Linked DNA regions of Triticum aestivum: region 1 is linked to region 2. The links are chromatin contacts, called in public Hi-C maps. All regions are on one chromosome and are shown on one strand. Each heading gives the region's core, a stretch centred on a gene start, on an enhancer-like site or on the middle of the called end of the contact. The rest is flanking DNA. Distances are from core to core; before and after follow the strand shown. Region 1 holds the start of LOC123088012 (wall-associated receptor kinase 3). Region 2 holds the start of LOC123088007 (probable receptor-like protein kinase At5g20050).

Region 1 (5,380 bases), core at 792-3,291, 300 kb after region 2:
AAAAGCATGAGTTAACAATGGGGAATTCAAGCTGGTTCTTGCCCTTGGTGACTCCTACGACCATTGCAAGCGTAGCACAACCGACTGATGTCAACTTGTTCTTGGTGTAGGAAAGCTTATGAGAAGGATCAAGACTTAAGCCTTGCGAATCACCACCAGTACTATTGGTGCCATTGGTGTGGTTGCATTGCCATGCTATGTATGGGTTCTGAACACGAATCTCACCTAGAGTAAGATTGATGTCCAGTATCCTTACTTTGGTGGAGGCCAAATATGCCCCGCTCACATTGCACGTGACATTAAAGGGTTCCTGGAAGCATCCATTTCCGGTGCCGAACGGGTACGGGATGCTGACGTTACCACACTTGTCTGGGCAGCCGGGCCATGCCATGCTGATGCTCCCATAGTACCCAGCCCCATAAGCGGTAGCACTATATTGCAGGGTCAGCGTGGCAGCGACAAGTAGTAAGAGCTTCAGACCTGTAGGCAAGGGCCAAGAGATGTATCATGTACATATTTATCTATCTACTCTGGATGCATGTTTATGCTGTCGCTATGGGACATTTGGCCCCACAAATACAAAAAAAAATATTCTAATATGGCGAGTGAGTAGTAGATAACAAATATTTGCTTTCTTGCAGAATATGCCAAAGCCCCTCCAATCCAAGCACCATTTAAGGAAAATGTCATAGAAGTCCATTCATAAGGAATACATCATTAGTTAGTTAAGAGTTTGATCCCACTAGTACAAACGTTTTGACCCAACAATATCTGAATCAGATGAAGAAAATAAGGTTAATGCTCGTCTTCTTATATAACAAAGCATCAACTCTGTATGTCTCTCTTAGCTATTATTATCTGATTTCAAGTTTTCTTTCACCATACAAGAGTTTAAGTTCACATCTTCATTATGAGTCTATGCTGGGGAGCAGACCAAAAAGGAGAAGTCTACAGTCCAGACTCTAGACTCCATGTTTCTTTCTATCTCATTCTAGAAACTGTAGGGAAAATATTACCTCTAATCCAAAAAAATAAACGGCTTGTTTCAGTTTATGACTTTGGATTTTTCTATGCAACTTTTCAGATGAAATATCTTTATTAATTCTTTATTGGCATTGATTTTACAAACTTATAACTACATAAAAACTAAAATAATAGCAACTAGTTTGTTGCTCTCTGTTTATAAACCTAAAATGGCACATCGGGTGGCCGGGGATAGGACCAGGGACCACCACATGCTTGCCAACCACAACACACAGATTTTAGCGATTTATAATGGATGCATTTTTTTTCTATGGTCCGAGCAGCCCTTTTTCATATTTTTGTTCCATCTTGCATGTTGGAACGAAGAATTTGTAGAAATAATCTTCTAAATAGCCTATTTCTTCCATCCCACTATCTCCTGAATTTGATCCTCACATGCCATCATCACTCTGAAACCTCCATCTCAGCCCAACAATTGTAAGTGCATAAAAAATCATTTTGCTACTGATTTCACATGTACGTAGTCAAACTAAAATCCACACTAACCTGTAAAATGGTTTTCTCCAGCAATATAAAATGTATGCACTATCTATTTTTGTGCTGGCCATGCGCGCGCTGGGAAAAACTATTAGGCAATTTCGAACTGGATAAGCTCCTGATTTCCCCAAATGCCCGGAGCTCGCAGAGTTGCAGTGCACACAAGATAAATTCCCCAGCAAAAAAATGAATAAAATCGCATCCCAGGCCCGGCCGATGCGTCATACTCGAATCACACACGCGCCAGATTTCGAACTGCATCGTTCGGCTAGGGTTTCCCGTACCTCACAGGGCCTGGTAGCCCCGCGCTGTGGCACGACGGCGCCGGCGGCCGGTAGTGCCGGGTACTCGGATTCAGCGTGTCGGCGCCGGCTGAAGCGACCATGGCGAGAGGCGGAGGAGGACCCGGAGGTGCCGCACTTGTGGTGGCGGTGCGGGCCTCTGCATCGCCGTCAGGCATCTCGCCGGCCTGGCGTCCTGGGTGGGGAATTTGGAGAGCTCCTTTTTTTTTGAGACGTTGGGGGAATTGGGAGGGCTCCTGATCGGCGCCTGTTGCGACAGTTTTCATTTAGCGCACAGAGCATCCCCTACTGGGCCGGGCCATGTTGGGAGCACCACGTGGTACTGTAGCGGTTCGAAAAAAGTTCACTCATTTGAAAAATCATACGAATTTGAAAAGTTCGCAAATTCGAAAAGGTTCATGAATTTGGAAAAAAGTTCAAATCAAAATTTCAAAAAAGTTCATGAATTTGAAAAAAAATGTTCACATATTTCTAAAAAAGTTCAAGGATTTACAAAAATCACGAATTTGAAAATAAGGTTCATAAATTTGAGAAAAAGTTGATGAATTTTAAAATGTTCACTGATTTGAAACGTGTTCATGTTTTTTTAAGTTCACGTATTTGAAAATTGTTGATGGAAACTGAAAAAATCTTAAAATATTCATAATTTAAAAAAGTACACAAACATTAAAAAGAAACATGAATTAATCGGAGAAAACCCAGCCAATAAGCAGCCCTCCCGATCCCACAGATGCTTAATCAAGAAACTGTAATTACAAGAACCGGAGATCAATTTGGGCCCTACCCGCGGTTCTCTACTACAGTATTAAGACATTCATTTTGGTAGTACATTGAGAACTGTTAAGGATGAAGTCTAACGGTAGAAGATTCTTACCCGTAGCCGCAGGCAGTGACCAAGCCATGGGTGTATAACTGGATGCAGCTCAGAGTCCTGGGAGTGAAATTGATTAGGATAGGATAGGATGATCCTGGAGAAGAACCAACACCGGGCGTGCATATATATATGTGCATTGCATGCACACGCCAAGAGCCGTTGAGCTGCCGCCGGTCGATGGCGCGTTGGAACGAGCCAGACAAATTCACGCGGCGGCATTGTACACGGCGGCCTTCGTTCTCTCCGTCCAAACAATGGACATATGTGGCGACATCAACCCTTTTGTAAAATCGTAATACTATCGTGACATGTTTGTATATGCATGTCATCACGACGCACACTTATGCGCGTCCGACCACGCTGGATCTACTGAGCTTTTAAGATTGTGCAGAGTCTGTGATCAGAGAGGCGCACGCCTCGTTATCGGCAGAAACGTCGCCTCACACTGTAAGAACATGAGTTGTCAAATATGCGGTTTGATCCCTCGTTGGGACGGATGTCAAACCATCCCACTAGACACCAAACCGATGTTTGGTTCTTGTGGTTTAATCCTCTTGGCCGCATATAAAGACAACTCAAGGAATAGTCACCATATCTCGAACGATTTTCTGGTAGTTTAGCCGTCTGAAATAAGGGTACACGTTGAGCCTCTAGTAGGGCAAGCACTTATGTTTTTTTTGGGTCCCCTTGAAAGTTTTTTTTCCTACCTTAATTTGGAGCTGGTTATCTGACGCGGCGGGGCTAGCGGTGTACCCGGCCTCCGATGAAACTTTAAAAAGTTTTATTAAAGAACTGTAAAAAAAATAGACACAACATATATAAATCTATAATAATGTTATAGAGATTCAAGTCAAAATTTGAAATACTACTTGATTTTTTTTTTGACAAATTCGTTCTCAGTAGTGACGAATGGCCAAATTCAAGTCCCAACTTCCAGTAGGTTATATTCAATGTCGGAATTGTCTATTTTCTTCTCAATGTGTGTTGCGGGTTTGGGTTTGAAAAATGTTATGATATGTTAGATGTAAGTTGTGTCCTTGTCCTAGTTTGTTTTTGACAAAAGAATATCCAATATGTTCAAAGCTGTCAATTGTGCCGGCTGCAACTTCTTCACTTTAGAGCAAGCCATAGGAGATGCTACCCAAACCCTCTAAAAAGAGCACATTCACATCTTAGCATCTCACCTACCTATTTTGGATTTCATCCAATGGTCTCGGGCCGAGCCTCAACAATTTTGTAAGAAACATCCCTAAGAGTTCCAAAAATATGTGCAGGTCCAGAAGCTCTAACAGTCATCTATGGGCTGCAGATCTGACGGCCCGGATGCTCATTCCAATGCCCTTTCCATTCCCGCCCAGCTCATTTGAATTTCGAAATTTCAAAACCAAGTTGCAGGTGTAACTAAAGGGCATGCCATGTCTCCATTCCCACCTACAAATGCACTCTCCACATGAATTTTAAACTTCTGGACTACTTGTTACAGATAGTTCTGCATGCATGGAGCCTGCCTACGTTTACAACACTGAATCCCTTCGGCCGTATATCCTGCATGTCCAAATTAAATTGAGTTGAGCCACAGCGCACGCCTGATAACCAGCACAAACCCATCCCTGCCTCATCCGACAAACCCAAACGGAAATAAACTAGGCCTATGTACATGTACGTACCAATTCAGAATGCCACTGGAAATGCCTAAGCCTCACACTGCTTAAATAGTTGTGAACAATATCAGATTGTTCAGTCACAACTTGTACTCAGTCTGGCCAGGAAACAAATCCCGGGAACAGCCATCAACTACCAACTCATCATACCAGGAAATCTGAAGGTCTGGCATCCTCATATCTAGGGGCTTTGTGCAGTTGTTTCTGCGATGACCTTCGACACCACAATTTTTGCACCTTCCGGGCCTTCTAGGTTGCTTTGGAGCGTCGCCCCTATCGGGGCACGTCGTTCGCTTATGACCTTGCTTCCGGCAGATAGTGCATAATCTTGGCTGCTTGCTCAGACCATCAGATGGTGCTTTCTCCCTCCCGGTCGTTAGACGGCCAGCTTTGTTTCTTTTAGCCGGATCAGACAACCCCGCTAGTGTATTAATCGATCCTGAAGCAGAGATATTGTGACAATCCCTAAATTCTGCCTGCTGTGCCTGTATTAAACCTTGCTCGACGACCTCACTGATTTCCAGCTGATCTACGACAATTCCATTATCTGGTACTCGATCTTCCAAACCTAGCCCATCGCGAACTTCGGCGAATGGCTGCATCTCCTGCATATTCGCCTTGAACAGGGACATGAGTTTGTTGTACGCATCCACACTCGCGTCTCCAAGACGCACCAACTCCATTGCATTCATGAGTTTGTTGAAATGCATGTATGAAAATGGCTGTTTGTACATCTGGTCCTTCTGGTATTGGGCCAAGTGAGATGGCAGCACGTCACGGGCATCCCTCGTCCATCTCTTCATAATGTGCTTAGGCGGTATTTGCTTCATACGTGTAAAATCAAGAACCTGCGACACAAGCGTTAGAACTTACAACCAGTCATGCATTCAACGACACAGCACAAAGAGATGACAAACAATCCAGCAGCTGCTTCCTAACCTTCAGGACATGGCTGCACAGCAGACCCATGTGAGAGAACTGGCCACATTCACAAACAAATTCTTCTCCTTGTCCGATCACCG
Region 2 (5,519 bases), core at 444-2,943:
TTGCAAGGGTTAACTTTCTGAATTTCCAACCACTTGTTCTGACTCGGACCCACCTCTTGAACTTATACTTACTTGCAGGCATCTAGAATTTGCTTTTTCATTGCTCTGTTTTCTATTCCTTTTAGCTTATTAATCTGTTTTTTCCCCTTGGTTTGTAATATCATGTGAACACTGAACACTTTGTTTCATGGAAGATATATTTTGTTTGAAAAATCCTGCTTGTTTTATTCTGTGAGTCTGTTCCTTATCAATGTGATCTTAGCTGCTGTGGAGCATTTTAGTTGAACGGATGGTGTTGGATCTGTTTGTTATGATTTGTGAATTGACATGCTCAATGGTTGTAACTCTTATTTTGAAGTTGAATTTACGTTTCTTATCTTCCAGCCTAATGCATCTCTAGTAAAGTATATTGTCCTCATGTATCAAGAACAGACTATTCTCAGTTAGAATGGTGAATTGCGTAGCTGTCCCTGTGTATTCTTGTTTGCTGCAATGACCCCTTTCTGTTTTACCTCACTGATTTGCCCGGCCTATTTTCTCATAACTTATCCATTTGACTTGCAACAGCTGTTATGTAATATGGTTGTGAGTTCACAAATAGGCATGGCATTCTGTTTTGTTCTTTTGACAAATCACTTTGCAGAGTGTTTTGTTGGCTCAACTGTACCTTGTGTATCATTGTGCACTTTAGTTGTTTTTTCTACTCGTATGGTCTAACTGAATGAATATGTGTCCACATCCTCATTCATAGGAAGAGCCAGCTATCATTCAGTCACACTTTGACAAGAGGATTGTTGGTTGCCCTGGTGGTGAAGGAGGTATATTAACTTGAATCCATAATTCTGTCTCCACTAACAGAGGCTGCGAAACTTCAGTCTTCTCCTGCATCTTATCTAGAAATGATTATCAACCCATCATGAATCTAATTAACTCAAATTCCAAATTCCACTATTTTGCTCCTTTTCAGAGGATGAGCATGATGTTGTGTGGTTTTGGTTGAAGAAAGGCGAGCCGCATGAATGCCCAGTCTGCACTCAGTATTTCAAGGTATGTTGCTGTCTTCTGTTGACATAATTTGCTTTTCCTTGTGTGAACTTTTTTTGAACAAGATACTAAATCATGTGTTGCCTCCATGTTTTCTGAGCATTGAAATTCCAACTTTATTTCCGCAGCTTGAGGTTATTGGGAACGGAGGAAACCCCGACGGACATGATGACGACGACGACCACCACCACCATTAAGATCGAAGAGGGCATGTCTACTGATGAAACAGTGGACCGGTGCCAATTATTTTTGTTGCTGAGATGCTTTGAAGCTGTGAAAAACACCAGCTTTTCTGCGTGCCCATAGAGTTTAATACCCATGCCAACCAGTTTGCTGTTCTCAGTTGTCATGACTGGGAAATCGGAGCAGCAAAGGGCCCTGGAAACATAGTTTTTCTTTTCTTTTTGGAGAATTGCCGCACACGAATAATGTGATTCATTAAACAAACAGTGACGTCTCTTTCGTTTTCGACTTGCCTTTCATCCAGTCAATAAGGTTTTAATTGCATCTTTGCGTGGATGGCTCCGTGTTCAGTGGCCACATCAACTGTTTTGCTGGTGGGTAATTTGTTATGGGAGCATCGTTTTCGCTTTGACGATCTTGATCCGTTGTTTGTCGTCGAGTTTTGATGACGGTAAATAGACCTTGAGGAAACTGTCAATCAAGCTCTAGTTTCTTTGTAGTAACATTTAGTTGTTTGCTGAAACATTCAAACCTTGGATTTGTCTAAAGTGCAGGCTTCACCAACCACACTATCCACTGATGTCACTGAAAGGCGTTGAATCCCTCTTTGCTCATCTACTTAATCAACTTAACAATTGAAAGTGCGAATGAAATTCTCGATGAAATTCCCCGTGGCGCGATGCCATTTGTGTCGCTTGTCGCGCCAAATCGGTTCTTGGTTTGAACATTTCCTCGCCTGTTGCCTATCCTATTTGAAATTTACGACTCAAGGGAGACCAGAGGAAAGCTCAAAAATTTCAAGTTGAGAATGTCGTTGTCATCTTTTATGATTTGCAAGGATCAACATTCAGCAAGTCAAAACTGGGAGTAGGACGAGGTAAAGAGCTCAGAAGATGGTCTGGTACCACGGATGGGGAGCAGAAAGGCAAAGGTCCTCGCCGTCGCGGTGGCCAGCACGGTGCTCGTCGCCGCCGAGGTGGCCCTCTACCTCTGCCTGCGTCTGTCGAGGCCCTTCTACCTCTCCACGGCCGCCGTCCTGGCGGCGACGGTCCTGACGCTGCTGGTCATGCTCCACTGCACGGCGGGGCGGGCGGACCGCATGGCAGCGCGGCGGGCGCTGGACGACGGCGAGGAGCTGCGGGCCGAGTACAGCTACTTCCGCAAGGTGGCCGGGCTGCCGCGCAAGTTCTCGCTGCACGCGCTGGCGGCGGCCACGGACGACTTCCGGTGCGTGGCCGGGCGGGGCGCCTCGGGCACCGTCTTCCGCGGCGTCCTCGACGACGGCACCCCCGTCGCCGTCAAGCGGATCGCCGACGACGGCCGCGCCGCCGCCGGACGCGCCGACAAGGAGTTCCGGGCGGAGGTGGCCGCCATCGCCGGCGCGCAGCACGTCAACCTGGCCCGCCTCCTCGGCTTCTGCCTCGGCTCCCCGCGCTTCCTCGTCTACGAGTACATGGACCACGGCTCCCTCGACCGCTGGATCTTCCCCGCCCCCACCCCCGCCGATGACGCCGCCGCCGCCGCCCGCCCGCGCGGCTGCCTGCCGTGGCCGCGCCGCTACCAGGTCGCCGTCGACGTCGCCAAGGCGCTCGCCTACCTGCACCACGACTGCCGCTCCAAGGTGCTGCACCTGGACGTGAAGCCGGAGAACATCCTCCTCGACGACGGCTTCCGGGGCGTCCTCTCCGACTTCGGCCTCTCCAAGCTGGCCGGCAAGGACCAGAGCCGGGTGGTCACGGCGGTGCGCGGCACCGCGGGCTACCTCGCGCCCGAGTGGCTCCTCGGCGCCGGCGTCACGGAGAAGTCCGACGTCTACAGCTACGGCATGGTGCTGCTGGAGCTGGTCGCCGGCCGCCGCTGCGTGCGGCCGGAGGAGGACGGCGGGTGGTCGTACCTGCCCAAGATCGCCGCCGAGATGACGCGGGCGGGGCGCGTGATGGAGGTCGTGGACCGGAGGCTCTCCTCCGGCGTCGGGGACGCGGAGCAGGCGGCGGTGCGGCGCGCGGTGCACGTGGCGCTGTGGTGCGCGCAGGAGAAGGCCGGGGCGCGGCCGAGCATGGCGCGCGTGCTGGAGATGCTGGAGGGGAGGGTCGCCGGGGAGGTGGAGGCGCCGCCGCCGTCCGACACAATCATGGAGGACCTTCTGGCGCTCGGCCACGCCCGCGCTCGGGGCGGCGGGCCGTTCCGGCTGCCGTCGGCGGGCCCGGCCGGGAGGGCCGCCTCGTCGGCGTCGGTGCTGAGCAAGTACGACTCGTTCGCCATGTCCTACCTGTCAGGGAGATAGCGCTCCTCGTCTGCACAGTCGAGTCAGCTCTTCGCCTTAACTGTATTTGTAGGTGACTTGTGCTGACGTGGCATGGGGGTTAGACTGTGATTAGTCAATCAGCTCGCCACGGAGGCGGTCCACGTGTCAAAGAATAAAATTTGTCGAGTGGCCACGTGGCATGCTGCTTGTACCGAAGCGGTGACTATTCAACCTCGGGAGCCGGGAGGATGAAGCTAGAGGGCGAGGAACAAAATTAGGGTTTATTAGGGTAGGCGATGAGGAGGCGGCCGGCGGCGAGGAGAGGGTAGCCGGTGGCACAATTCCGGTTAGCATGCCGGTTTGATTGTGTTGTGGAGGTTGGACAAAAGGTAATTTATAATTTATTATAAAATCATTCCTAATTGTTTGTCGAAATTTCGGTCTTGACCCTAACATATTCGTTTCAAATTCTACCCCCTCTGTCTCCTAATTGTATGTGGGACGGATGGTGTTGTGTGCGGTAGTGTCCATGATTCGAGGCCATAGATTCCTATCATCAATTGTCGGCGATGAGGCTAGAGTTTGCAGGGTGTGCCGATGTGGCAGTGGCGATGGCTTACCTTTGCAATTGGATTCTCATGCCTCATCTTTGTCATGTCGGTGCATTCTCCAGTATCGAGGTGAGGCATGTGAAAATTAAGATCTAACTCTTGAATACGTGGCTTTTCCGACTATAACAACTTCTCCAGGACGATGGTTTGGCAGGACCATAGCCTTGATGACTTCTCGTCCACCATCAACAACACCTTATCAACGCTTATCTCTAAATCGAGCAACACCTTATCAACGCTTTCAAGAGAAATAAGATTGTAGGCCCTCGGGGGTTTCAATGTAATTTCTTTATTTTTCCAGAGTTGTTTGTCCTACTTGTTTGGTTAATACTCCCTCCATTCCTAAATATAAGTCTTTTTAGAAATTTCACTACAAACTACATACGGTTGTATATAGACATATTTTAGAGTGTAGGTTGATTCATTTTACTCCGTATGTATGAAATCTCTAAAAAGATTTATATTTACGAACAGAGGGAGTAGATCCGAATATATATATATATATATATATATATATATATATATATATATATATATATATTTTAAGATTTTTTTTTTCAAATAATAGTTGGTACGGCCCAGTTAGATCGATGATCGATCCGTTGCTGGGAACTGAATTTTCCCTTCACACTGAACTGGATTCTCATACTGAATTTTCCCTTAGTACTAACACTGGACTCGCATACTGAATATTGGAAGTAAGGGAACTGAATTTTGTGTCCCTTCACACTCACACTGCAGACTCCAACATCTACTTAGATACCTATAATACAGTAGAACTACCTGTACATTTCTGCTGGACAGTGGATAAATCTTGGACGCTCTAAGCCTCTTAACGCACACCGGCACACACTTCCTCCTGTCACTACCACTCCCAAGGAAGGTTCAAATCAAACCATCATCTGAGAGACTCCATGCCCATTCCGGACATGTACGGCACCGTCGAGGGGGCTCCCGAGGACGATGACGCGAGATCCAAAGGCATCGGAGCTGCCGCAGGTGGCATGTGCACGACCATATTTTCCGTCACGGCACGGTCCAGCACCAGCTCTTCCCTCCAGGTGCTTCGCAGAGCCTTCAGCCTGTCGGCCACCTCGGTCATGGATGGCCTCTCTTCACCCATGGGACCCAAGCACATCCTCCCCAGCGCGGCCACTTCCCCCAGCAGCGTCGCCGTCCCTGCGCGCACGATGCTCGGGTCCAGGATGTCCTCTAGGCTGTCCTCCTTCATCGCGAGCAGGAAGGACCGCACGAGGCTCTTGCCTTCATTGGGCCCATCGTTATAGATCGCCGTCTTCCCTGTGATCAGCTCCAGCAGCACGACCCCGAAACTGTAGACATCACTCTTCTCCGTGAGCTGTCGCTCTTGCAGGTACTCGGGGTCCAGGTAACCCAGGGTGCCCTGCACCATCGTCATGAACTGGGCCGCGTCCTTG

Evidence for each region. Hi-C and Micro-C count contacts between places; a contact is called where the count stands out from the background.
Region 1: a contact with region 2 is called in a Hi-C map of leaf, with 9 times the contacts expected there. The contact joins the promoter of LOC123088012 here to the promoter of LOC123088007 in region 2. A contact is called at or near these places in 2 of 5 Hi-C or Micro-C datasets (both in leaf).

Annotation. Positions count from the first base shown.
Region 1 is chr4A:670,056,375-670,061,754 of IWGSC CS RefSeq v2.1, forward strand. It overlaps LOC123088012 (wall-associated receptor kinase 3), which reads right to left and starts at 2,042. Exons shown (of 4, transcript XM_044510143.1): 1 at 1,806-2,042; 2 at 1-480. The coding sequence starts at 391.
Region 2 is chr4A:669,753,912-669,759,430 of IWGSC CS RefSeq v2.1, forward strand. LOC123088007 (probable receptor-like protein kinase At5g20050) reads left to right here and starts at 1,694. Exons shown (of 1, transcript XM_044510135.1): 1 at 1,694-3,887. The coding sequence starts at 2,138. The coding sequence ends at 3,511. It overlaps LOC123088008 (putative cytochrome c oxidase subunit 5b-like), which reads left to right. Exons shown (of 6, transcript XM_044510136.1): 4 at 752-818; 5 at 968-1,047; 6 at 1,173-1,551. The coding sequence ends at 1,241. It overlaps LOC123088009 (wall-associated receptor kinase 3), which reads right to left. Exons shown (of 4, transcript XM_044510139.1): 4 at 4,652-5,519. The coding sequence ends at 4,982.